2 separate regions of the Gossypium arboreum genome follow, and region 2 is linked to region 1. A link is a contact called in public Hi-C data. All regions are on one chromosome and are shown on one strand. Each heading gives the region's core, a stretch centred on a gene start, on an enhancer-like site or on the middle of the called end of the contact. The rest is flanking DNA. Distances are from core to core; before and after follow the strand shown. Region 1 has its middle 5.8 kb from the start of LOC108472750. Region 2 holds the start of LOC108472601.

Evidence for each region. A called contact is a pair of places that touch in the nucleus more often than the background predicts.
Region 2: a Hi-C map of leaf shows a contact between it and region 1, with 3 times the contacts expected there. The contact joins the promoter of LOC108472601 here to the enhancer-like site in region 1. A contact is called at or near these places in 2 of 5 Hi-C or Micro-C datasets (both in leaf).

Annotation. Positions count from the first base shown.
Region 1 is chr11:121,921,936-121,926,528 of ASM2569848v2, reverse strand. No RefSeq gene overlaps it. Among protein-coding and RNA genes, the nearest start is that of LOC108472750, 5.8 kb to the left of the region's middle. Within about 2 kb of position 1,963, at least 1 of the 2 cell types and tissues checked has an H3K27ac peak or open chromatin away from gene starts, as enhancers often do. A contact at or near this core is called in leaf, where this site is marked.
Region 2 is chr11:122,019,361-122,023,953 of ASM2569848v2, reverse strand. LOC108472601 reads right to left here and starts at 2,026. Exons shown (of 9, transcript XR_001869568.2): 1 at 1,644-2,026; 2 at 1,501-1,567; 3 at 1,374-1,413; 4 at 1,084-1,216; 5 at 800-871; 6 at 608-682; 7 at 417-478; 8 at 174-328.

The DNA of each region.
Region 1 (4,593 bases), core at 714-3,213:
TTGTGGTACTCGGATGATCATTTCAAGGCAGGTATTGTTAAAGTTCCCTGATAATTATTTTCTGAACTGAAAATTGAATTTATTGATTTTTTTTAGAATTCAACTTAAAATAACAAATTTTATAAATATTGAGGGTTAAATTTAAATGAGGTGGTGAGATTCTGGGGAATGAGGTGGATTAAAGGTGTGTGCATGACAGTAGACTAATGGAGTGGGTTTTGATTTAGGGGCTTGGTAGTTGATGTGTAGGGTGGTCGTGAGTGGTGGTTTAAATATGGTGATGATGTTGAGGGGTAGTGACGGAGAGTGTGAGGCTTAGTTACTAGTAAGGGTGAAGGGTTAGTGAGTGGTGGTGAGAGAGATGAAGAGTGTATGTAGTGAACAGTGGTGGGTGGTTGTGGCTGAGTTACTTGAGGAAGAGGGTGTTTGTGATCCAGAGAAAGGAAAGAATAAGAAAAAAAAAAAAAAGGAAATATAGAAAGTGAAATAAAAGAATAAAAAAAAGTTTTAAAAAACTTTAAATTATGCGGTGTTGATATGAAAGTCATGTTAGTATTTAATAATATAATTTGTACAATATCAAACTTTCATAATTTGTTAATAATTATTAACGGATTATTAATTAAATTTTATTAAATAATAATATTTTTGATCAAATTATAACAATTAACTTCAGCGTCCAAAACATAAATTAAACAGAAATATAAAACTATTTTTGTAATTTATCGATAAAAAAATATCACAATAATTTATAACAATTTTCTTATTGGCATGTTTTGTCCCATTCAACTTCCTCGATTGTGAATGTTAAATTTTGAATAAATGACTATTGTAGCTTACTCTAATACTATTTATTAATTATTATAAATAATTTTTGAATGATAATAATAGCATTCATAGATATTTAAAAGTACATTGGTAAAATTATCGATTAGATTTTAGTTCAATTGACATTAGTTAATTATGCAGGAAGACATGAATTCAAACGCTGAAGCGTATTTATTCTCCTATTAAAAAATTAGAGAAAACTATGAGTAATTGTAGGCATCTTATATGTATAAAAAAGTACATTAGTAAATCAAATGGTGAACTGGCGCCTCTTCAACTCAAAAAGTTGCTCCGTCAGTATCTGACACCACTCCAGGCTAGCAAATGGGCAATTGTATTCACTCCTCGTCGAATGAGAGTGACCTTACAATGTAAGAAAGTTCATAGGTGAAAATCCCAAATTATCAGCAAATTAAAGGAAATAGCTTGGATCGCCGCCGTAGCTTCAGCCGTGAACGCATTCAAAATGTGCCGATTAGCTTGTCTACTAGAAGTAAGAGCCATCCCATCAACCAGTGAAAATTTACCATTTTAGGGGAGTCATGCCCTGTTCTTTTAGTAGCTTCGCCACTGCAATTAACATACCTGATTATAATTCCAGACCAGGACATCTTGCGGTGATCGTCAATAGCCGCATCAAAATTTACTTTAACAGCCGGCGTGATTGGATCCCTCCTTCGTTCTTGTGTAGTTTTGAAATCAGGTACCATATCCCACTTCATCATCCCAATCTCTTTATCGTACGCGTAGATAAATTTAACAAGGTCCTTTTCTGTTTGAGCAAGTCCCTCATGATAATATTTATTTCTTACAGCTTCCAAAAACCCAATTTAAGAATTACAGGTTTTAAAAACCGTCACTCCACACGATCATACGCCTTGCTTATATCCAACTTGAGGGCAAAAGAACCTTGTCGACCAACACGGTGCTTCTTAAAAGTGTCCAAGATCTCTAAGCAATAAAAACATTGTCCGAAATTAACCTGAAAGCCACAAATAACTTAAACAAAACATGATTTGGATTTAAAAATGCGAGCTTAGGACTTAATATAGTTTTCTAAACATATAGCTTTCAATTGTGAGCTTTCCTAATCAAGACAGATATTATATGGGTTATGCCAGTTGCTGAAAGCAACTCCTCTCACAATAATCAGCCACAACGGCCTAATGCTTGTCCCTTCCAGCAATGGTCCCCTAGAAATATCAAGTGAAGATGAAGAATGACGATGTGTGACTGAGTTGTGTACGACATTTGGTGTCTCGCCCCTCCTCCCACCCGATTTATAGCTAGGAAATCTGGGCTTATTGAGCAACATTTTCCAGGTTTTGTTTCATCTTTGTTAAATGGATGTGAAGAAGCTCACAGCCATCTCAGAAAGCCCAAAAATAAAAACAAAAGAAGAGAGAAGAGAAAAATAAAAATAAAGTGTTTTGGCTAATTATAAAGAGATCTCTAACTTTAATTAAAAGTAAAAAAAAATATCACATATTAGTCACTCAATGAACAAATATGTCACATCAGCAATTTGTTAGTGGATTAACAGAATTTTTAATGACTAATTCGAATAATTATCTTAATTAGAGTAGCTAAAGTATAAGAAAAAAAAATTTAGAGTGACTAAAATAAGATAAATGGAATTCCCTCTTATACATCTTCAAACTAATCGCCTTAACCAAAATTTATAAATACTGTATTTAATAAGTTCGGTATCACATAATTTACCATGCTAAAAATATATGAAACATTTTTGCTTTATTTTAATTAAACCCTTTATATATGTGCATCAAACATGTAAATATTTAGTGTCTAATTTTAACTATGCCAAATTAAATTAATTATATGAACATCACTATTTGTAGGATACTGTAATGTTAACAGTAATATTAAAACACTTGTAATATTACAAACAATTAGCAATGTACTTCTCTTACCTAAGTTGCAAAAAGTCATGGTTCGACATAACCCATTTTATGATAGTGTTAGTATGTAATCTATCCTTTTGTTTGTGACGTTTAGATTGTACACAAGTAATGGAACAATCACACTTGTAGAATTCGAACTTTAAATTCTTAAATCTTGAAGAAACTAAGATATACAAATGAGTCGAAAATCTCATATGAACTCATTTAAGTATGGCCATACATACATTTCTAGTCTAATTCTATCATGGACCCAAAATATCACCACTATTATATATGAAAGATAAATCTTAGTTTGATCATTCATATCTCACTATATTATTATATATGTATGAGATCATGTAGCACTTCAATACGTACATTGAAATGTAAGTTGAAGCACTTTTGTGTGTGCATTGAAGTGTAAGCTAGAGCCCTTCGATATGTATATTGAAGTATAAGATGGATCACTTCAATGCGTATATTAGAGAGTAGGTTGGACATATTCTGATATCCAGCTGTATGATTTCATCGTAGTGTACTATGAGCTGCGTATAAACGATTTGATATGCAATATTTTATTTGATAAATTGCATGATGGCTATAATTAAAATTGTAAAAGGAATGTTGATATATATATATATATATATACAGAGGAATATCTTGTTGAGTTTAAGAATCAAAGTTTTATCAAAGATAAGAATTAAGGGACTGGTATAATAGCTTCTAATATCCAATGAGTATACAAGATTTGGTAAACAGTATGAAAAGGAATTACTAAGATTGAATAACTCAAGAAGTAATGTAAGGAGCTTAATCATGATCGAATGTAAAAAAGATATGATATATGGTAATTTTTAAGTATCAAGAAAAGACTATAATAATTAATAAATTTGTCCGCAGAGGGGACCGTGAGCCCTGTAAAGGATTCCTGCTCATGATTGACAAGTGCGAGGTTCATTGAGGGAATCAAACCGAGAATAAGAAAGGACCGCGTGCTCTGCAAGCAAGCATCTAATAAGCCGAGGGATGCTCAGAAAATGTCAATACCATTGGCCCACAGGCCAAGACAAAACAGTGAACCCTATTATGAGTTATAATGGTAGAAGTAGGAACATGTATAAATATCCTTTGTATTTCCCTTAATACGATACAAAAAAACAATACTCAACAAAATCCGATACATATTAATGTCTAAAGAGATGATTAAATGATAAAATGGTCTTAATTTATAAAATAATTTATCTTAGATATCAAGAGAGTATGTGTATACTTAAATTAATTAAATATGCATCTCGATAATATTGAATTGATTTAAGCACCACTAAGCATAGAGGTATACTTAGTGAGTAGAATTTTAAGTTTCCTGGTGCATACTTTAATTAATTTAAGATAAGAAATATCAAGCTGCATTAGACACCGAATTACCTTGGTCATTGATATTGACTGACTTCATCTTATTTGGCTTGTGTTTATATTGTGGTCTCATTCATGACTTGTACATTGGTTCACTTATATGCCAGGCTTTGTGGTTATGCTACAAATTAGAGTTGTTGATGCCCTTCGAATTTACGAGGATTTAAAATGGAAAAAGAAAACATATAAGTTTAGAATTGATATTTGAGCCTCGAGTAGTGGTGGAGTCAAAAAAAATTTATGAATGGTTGGGCTTAAATTATATATTTTTACGATAGTATCAATGTAGTTTCATCGTTTTAATAGTCTATATATTTATAATTTTTAAAAGGTTAAATCAAATTTTTATCATTTTAAGAGTAGCCAAAATATAATTTTACCATTACTATTTTAAAATTTTATAAATTATAAAAAATATATATTAAAAATTTACCATTTCAGGGGCTATGGT
Region 2 (4,593 bases), core at 777-3,276, 97 kb before region 1:
TAACAAATCGCTATTCAACACCAAGTTGCAGACACTTAACAAGGGTTCATCAGTTTACATTCTTTTCTAGATTTCTCTTCTTTGGTACTCAAGAACACTGCATGCTGAGAATGTCTAAAATAATAGTGTATAAGCTATTCAACATTCACATGTTATCTCAGACTCCAACTCACCATATGGAGTGTTATTGCGGTGATTTGTTCAACTTTTTTCTCTGAAACCAGCTTTTAAATTCATTTTACTAAGCTTGAGCGAGGAACTTCACTCAGAGGTCCAATTTCGACAAAGACAGTGAACTTTGGCAAGGGAAGCCATGTAGTCATCAGACCTGAAAAAGAAATAGGGGCAATTTGTAATGATGTTGTATTGCTATTAGTAGCAGTGGTCCTAAATGTGAATACATTCTTAGTTCAAACCTTTGTCCATAAGGAGAGTTGCATGCTGAAAGTATATGAACTTTGGCTGCATCTGCTTTCTTCTGCAAAGTGAAAAGCAGTACACAACAATTCAAGAAACATCAAATACATCCATCGCTCACCCTGACCGAGTGTGACACATACATTACAAAGCTAATGGATGTAGTAACAACTGAAGGACCAGAACAAACCTGAGATTCATAGTAAAGTCCTGCATATAAAGAAGCATAGAAGTACTGTGGTCCATTGGTGAAAGCAGCAACAAGCTACACAGCAAAATTAATTATTCATTCAGAAACATTAAAGTAAAACCAAACTGCATATTTGGATACATGTTTACATGGACATTACTGCAAGGGAGGGGTGTTCAATTCAATCAATACCTTTTCTGGATCACCTCCATCTTTAAACAAGTTATAAGCTTCCCGCATGACAGGCCGTGGATCTCTTCCAACCTACATTTAGATAGTAACCGGATTAAGACAACTTGTAGTTGTCAGCTCACTTAAAATGCAAAGTTAAAACTGTTCTTCATAAAAAAGAAGAAGCAAACTTGCTCACTTGTGTATTTAAACATTCTCAACTCATTAGAGAGGTCATTCATTATAAGGTGAGCCTATGTTGGCTTACTTACTATCTTGTTAGCCATATCTATTATATCACTTACCTCTAGAAAGCGTTGCCTTGCCTCATCGACTCCATATAATTGAGCTTCACAGAGAAAGCACCATATTGATTCCTCAGTATCATTAGGGTTCTCAGCAACATCTATTCTAAACTGCTCTGCAGCTTCTTCAAACCTAAAGAGAACCAAAACCATAAGTATGAGAATTATCATTGATCTTCTTGCAATAAAACCTAAAGAAAGAACCTAAGCTTAATTGAGTTGTCAATGCCATCAAGCTCAATTACAACTCAATTAACCATCAAAAGATTAAAAGATATAGAACTATTTACCTATCAAGATAGTACAATGATAATCCCCTTTGCCAAAGATCTATAATAAACATTGTAAAAACCACATTACTACAGAAAGGTATTTTTAAAAGACAAATGAAGGGACAATCTTAATTCAGGAACTTACATGCCTTTTGTCGGGGATCTAACTCAATTGCCTTGTCAAACTCCACTACAGAACCTGGCACATCACCCTTTAAAACAAAAAATCATTACAAATCATATACAACAAAAATACCAAACAGAATCAAATGAAAAGATTCAGCTTACCTGCCTAAATAGTAACATTCCACGTCTTATAGCAATTACAGCATCTTTGGGATTGTTATTGCCAGTTAAAGCATCCCAGATTCCAGAAACTGAAGGAAGAATGAAGAACCTCCTGGAGAATGTGAGACTGAGAGATGGGTATTGGAGATTATGGATTCTTGTGGTGAAAGAGAAAGGCTTGGTCTGGGTTTTGAGAGAAAAAAAGGGAGAGAAAGAAGAAGGATGGTGATGAAATGAAGAAGAGGATACAGAAATGGTGAGTTTTAAGTTAAGAGTTAAAGCCATGGATGTTAAAAAGCAAAAGCTTTAAGATTTGGTAGCAAAGAACAAAACTTTCAAGTGGAAAGCAGTGAGTTTTAGCTTAGTGGGTTATAAGGGGATTGACAGATAAGGCGCCAAAGGTAACGGAAGGTTGAAAAATTATTTGCTTTTAGGCTATGGACCAATAGTAGTTAAGATTGTTGGGCTAAACATGAAAAATAAATAAAGCGATTCTGGGCTTCGGCTCAAGAGGTATAGTTAGCATACTTCAACTTTAGTTTTTTTTATTTTATTTTTAATTTTAAGAATTTATTTATTTTAAGTAGGAATGTCAAAATTTGAATCCACCAGTTAATTCTGACTTTAACCCCTTTTAAATGGAGCGGATTTTTGTTTGAAAAGTGGATGCAAGACGGGTAGTGTGGATTCTTTCTTTTGGATAGTGGATGTGGAGAGGTTGTAGTAATTGCTTGTTTTATCCCGACTTATTCTATTATATAAAATTATTATTTTATCATTGTATATATAAACTGTTAAAAGGGTCAAAATGTAATAATAATATAGAAAAAATCATATATTTTATGTTTAAATATTTTTTTTGAAGAATTATGTTTAAATATTTACTTGATTTTAAAAATATTGAAAAAATTAAAGAAAAGTAGCAAAATTAAATTGAAGCGAAGCAGAGCAAGGTAGGGCGGGAATAGATACATCCAACATATATAGAGGTGATAGTGATTTTTAAAATTATATATCCATATTAAAGTGAGGCGGGTGGTGGAGCAGAGTATATCAATTGTGGAGCGATAATAAATTTAACATTATCTATCTTCATTCCACTCCATTATCATCTCTAATTTTAAGAATTTTTAATTTTACTATTAATCAATTGATAACATTAAAAAAATTCCATTAAATTATGTTGCATTTTTAAAGGAAAAAAAAAAGCCTTCACTCTATGAAAGTTGTGTATTACTTTGAACCATTGTGAAAAAATCTTACAATCTCATATTTAAAATCGAAAATTTTATAACTGTAGATATAACAATTTTATTTATTTATTTTAACATTTTAAAAATATCACTTAATCTAATTTAATGAAGTCCACAAGAATGTTATCATATGGAATTCAATTATTAAGTAAAAAATAAAATGGTTAAATTATTGAAATTAAAAATAAAAATTAAATTTCAAAATTGCGAAATTATTTGGAGGTGAAGTTTAAATCTTGACATCTGCTACCTCGGTAACTATTTTATATTTTAAAATTTTGGATGTTTTATTCCCATGCAATATATTCTTTGAAGATGAAGGTATAAGTATTTTATATAGGGTAAATTATAATGGTTAGGTTGATTGAGTTTTAACTTAATTTATATGGGTATTGTTGTTAATATAGGGTGTTGAAGTGCATTATCGTGCTATTTATGAGTTGAGGAGGAGTTATGGACAGTCTTAGGCATCGTATAAAAAATACAATAATTAGGATAAAATTATAAAATTAAATAGATTTAAGTTAAATTATTAATTTTAAAAATATCAAAATAATTACAGAACCATTCTATTTTTTTTATTTAAACATCTAATTCAATTGTGAAAATATCTGAAAGTTTCTAAGTTGATACAATACTTAGAACTACTCTTTACCTTTTCTAACTCTTAACTATGAGGATAATGCGTCTCAACACTGGCGCCAAGTTAATATTTAATCGAACACAAAACCCTCCTATTTAAAAAGTAACAATTATTATAAAGATATTTTTGTATTTTTTATATTTTATATAAAACCTAACAGTTAAAACCCAATGTAAATCCACAATTAATGAATCAATCAAAGCTTTATTTGATTTTAACATAAATTTTTATACAAATATTTTCAATGAAATCATGATTGTGTCTTAGAAACAATCTTCTCTTAGATTATATAAAACCAGCCCAAATTTGAATTGATATTGTGTGGAATTTGTTGTTGATAAAGATGGACCATATGCCTTAAGGACTTACGGCCGACGAAAATGGAACATGTCCCTCAGTTGACATTCAATGTCAAATCATTGGTCCTAAATAAGAACAAGTAAAGGGAACCAACTTGATTAAAAATATTGACGTAGATGCATGTAACATGAACCAGATATATGGGCTAAGATAGTAGTCATCAACCGTCAGCCTCCACTTTAAGGGAATCAACTACGGCACCATAATTTTAGGCCACCAAATATATTTTATTATTTTCTAATTCTTTGGTATATGAAAATCAAAGACAAAGCCAGTTGGTTACTTGCCAGCAGAATAGCTTGCATGAAGGGACCAAGGATGAACTAAAATTGATTTTTGCTTCCAAATTTTTTAGGCTTTGCAGCTTTGTATTATAATGCATATAGCATATGTATCCAATTTCACATATGACACCACTACAAATGTCTTGTAACTAAATCAAGATTATAGCTGTTCAAGGTTGGGTGGCTTGTTCTGCCGACTTGGGCCGATTTGGATAATTTTTGTTGATTCGGTTCGTTTTGGTTCGAATTTAAATTTCATTTTTTAAATTTAATTATTAAAATATATAAAATTTTAAGGTGATGCAAAATTTTTGAAATCAGATTTCAGTCCGGCCTACGAACACTTCTAATTAAGATGTTGTTGGTGAAAGAGTTTATTAAAGGGGTAAAAACTCATCAAACATTAATGA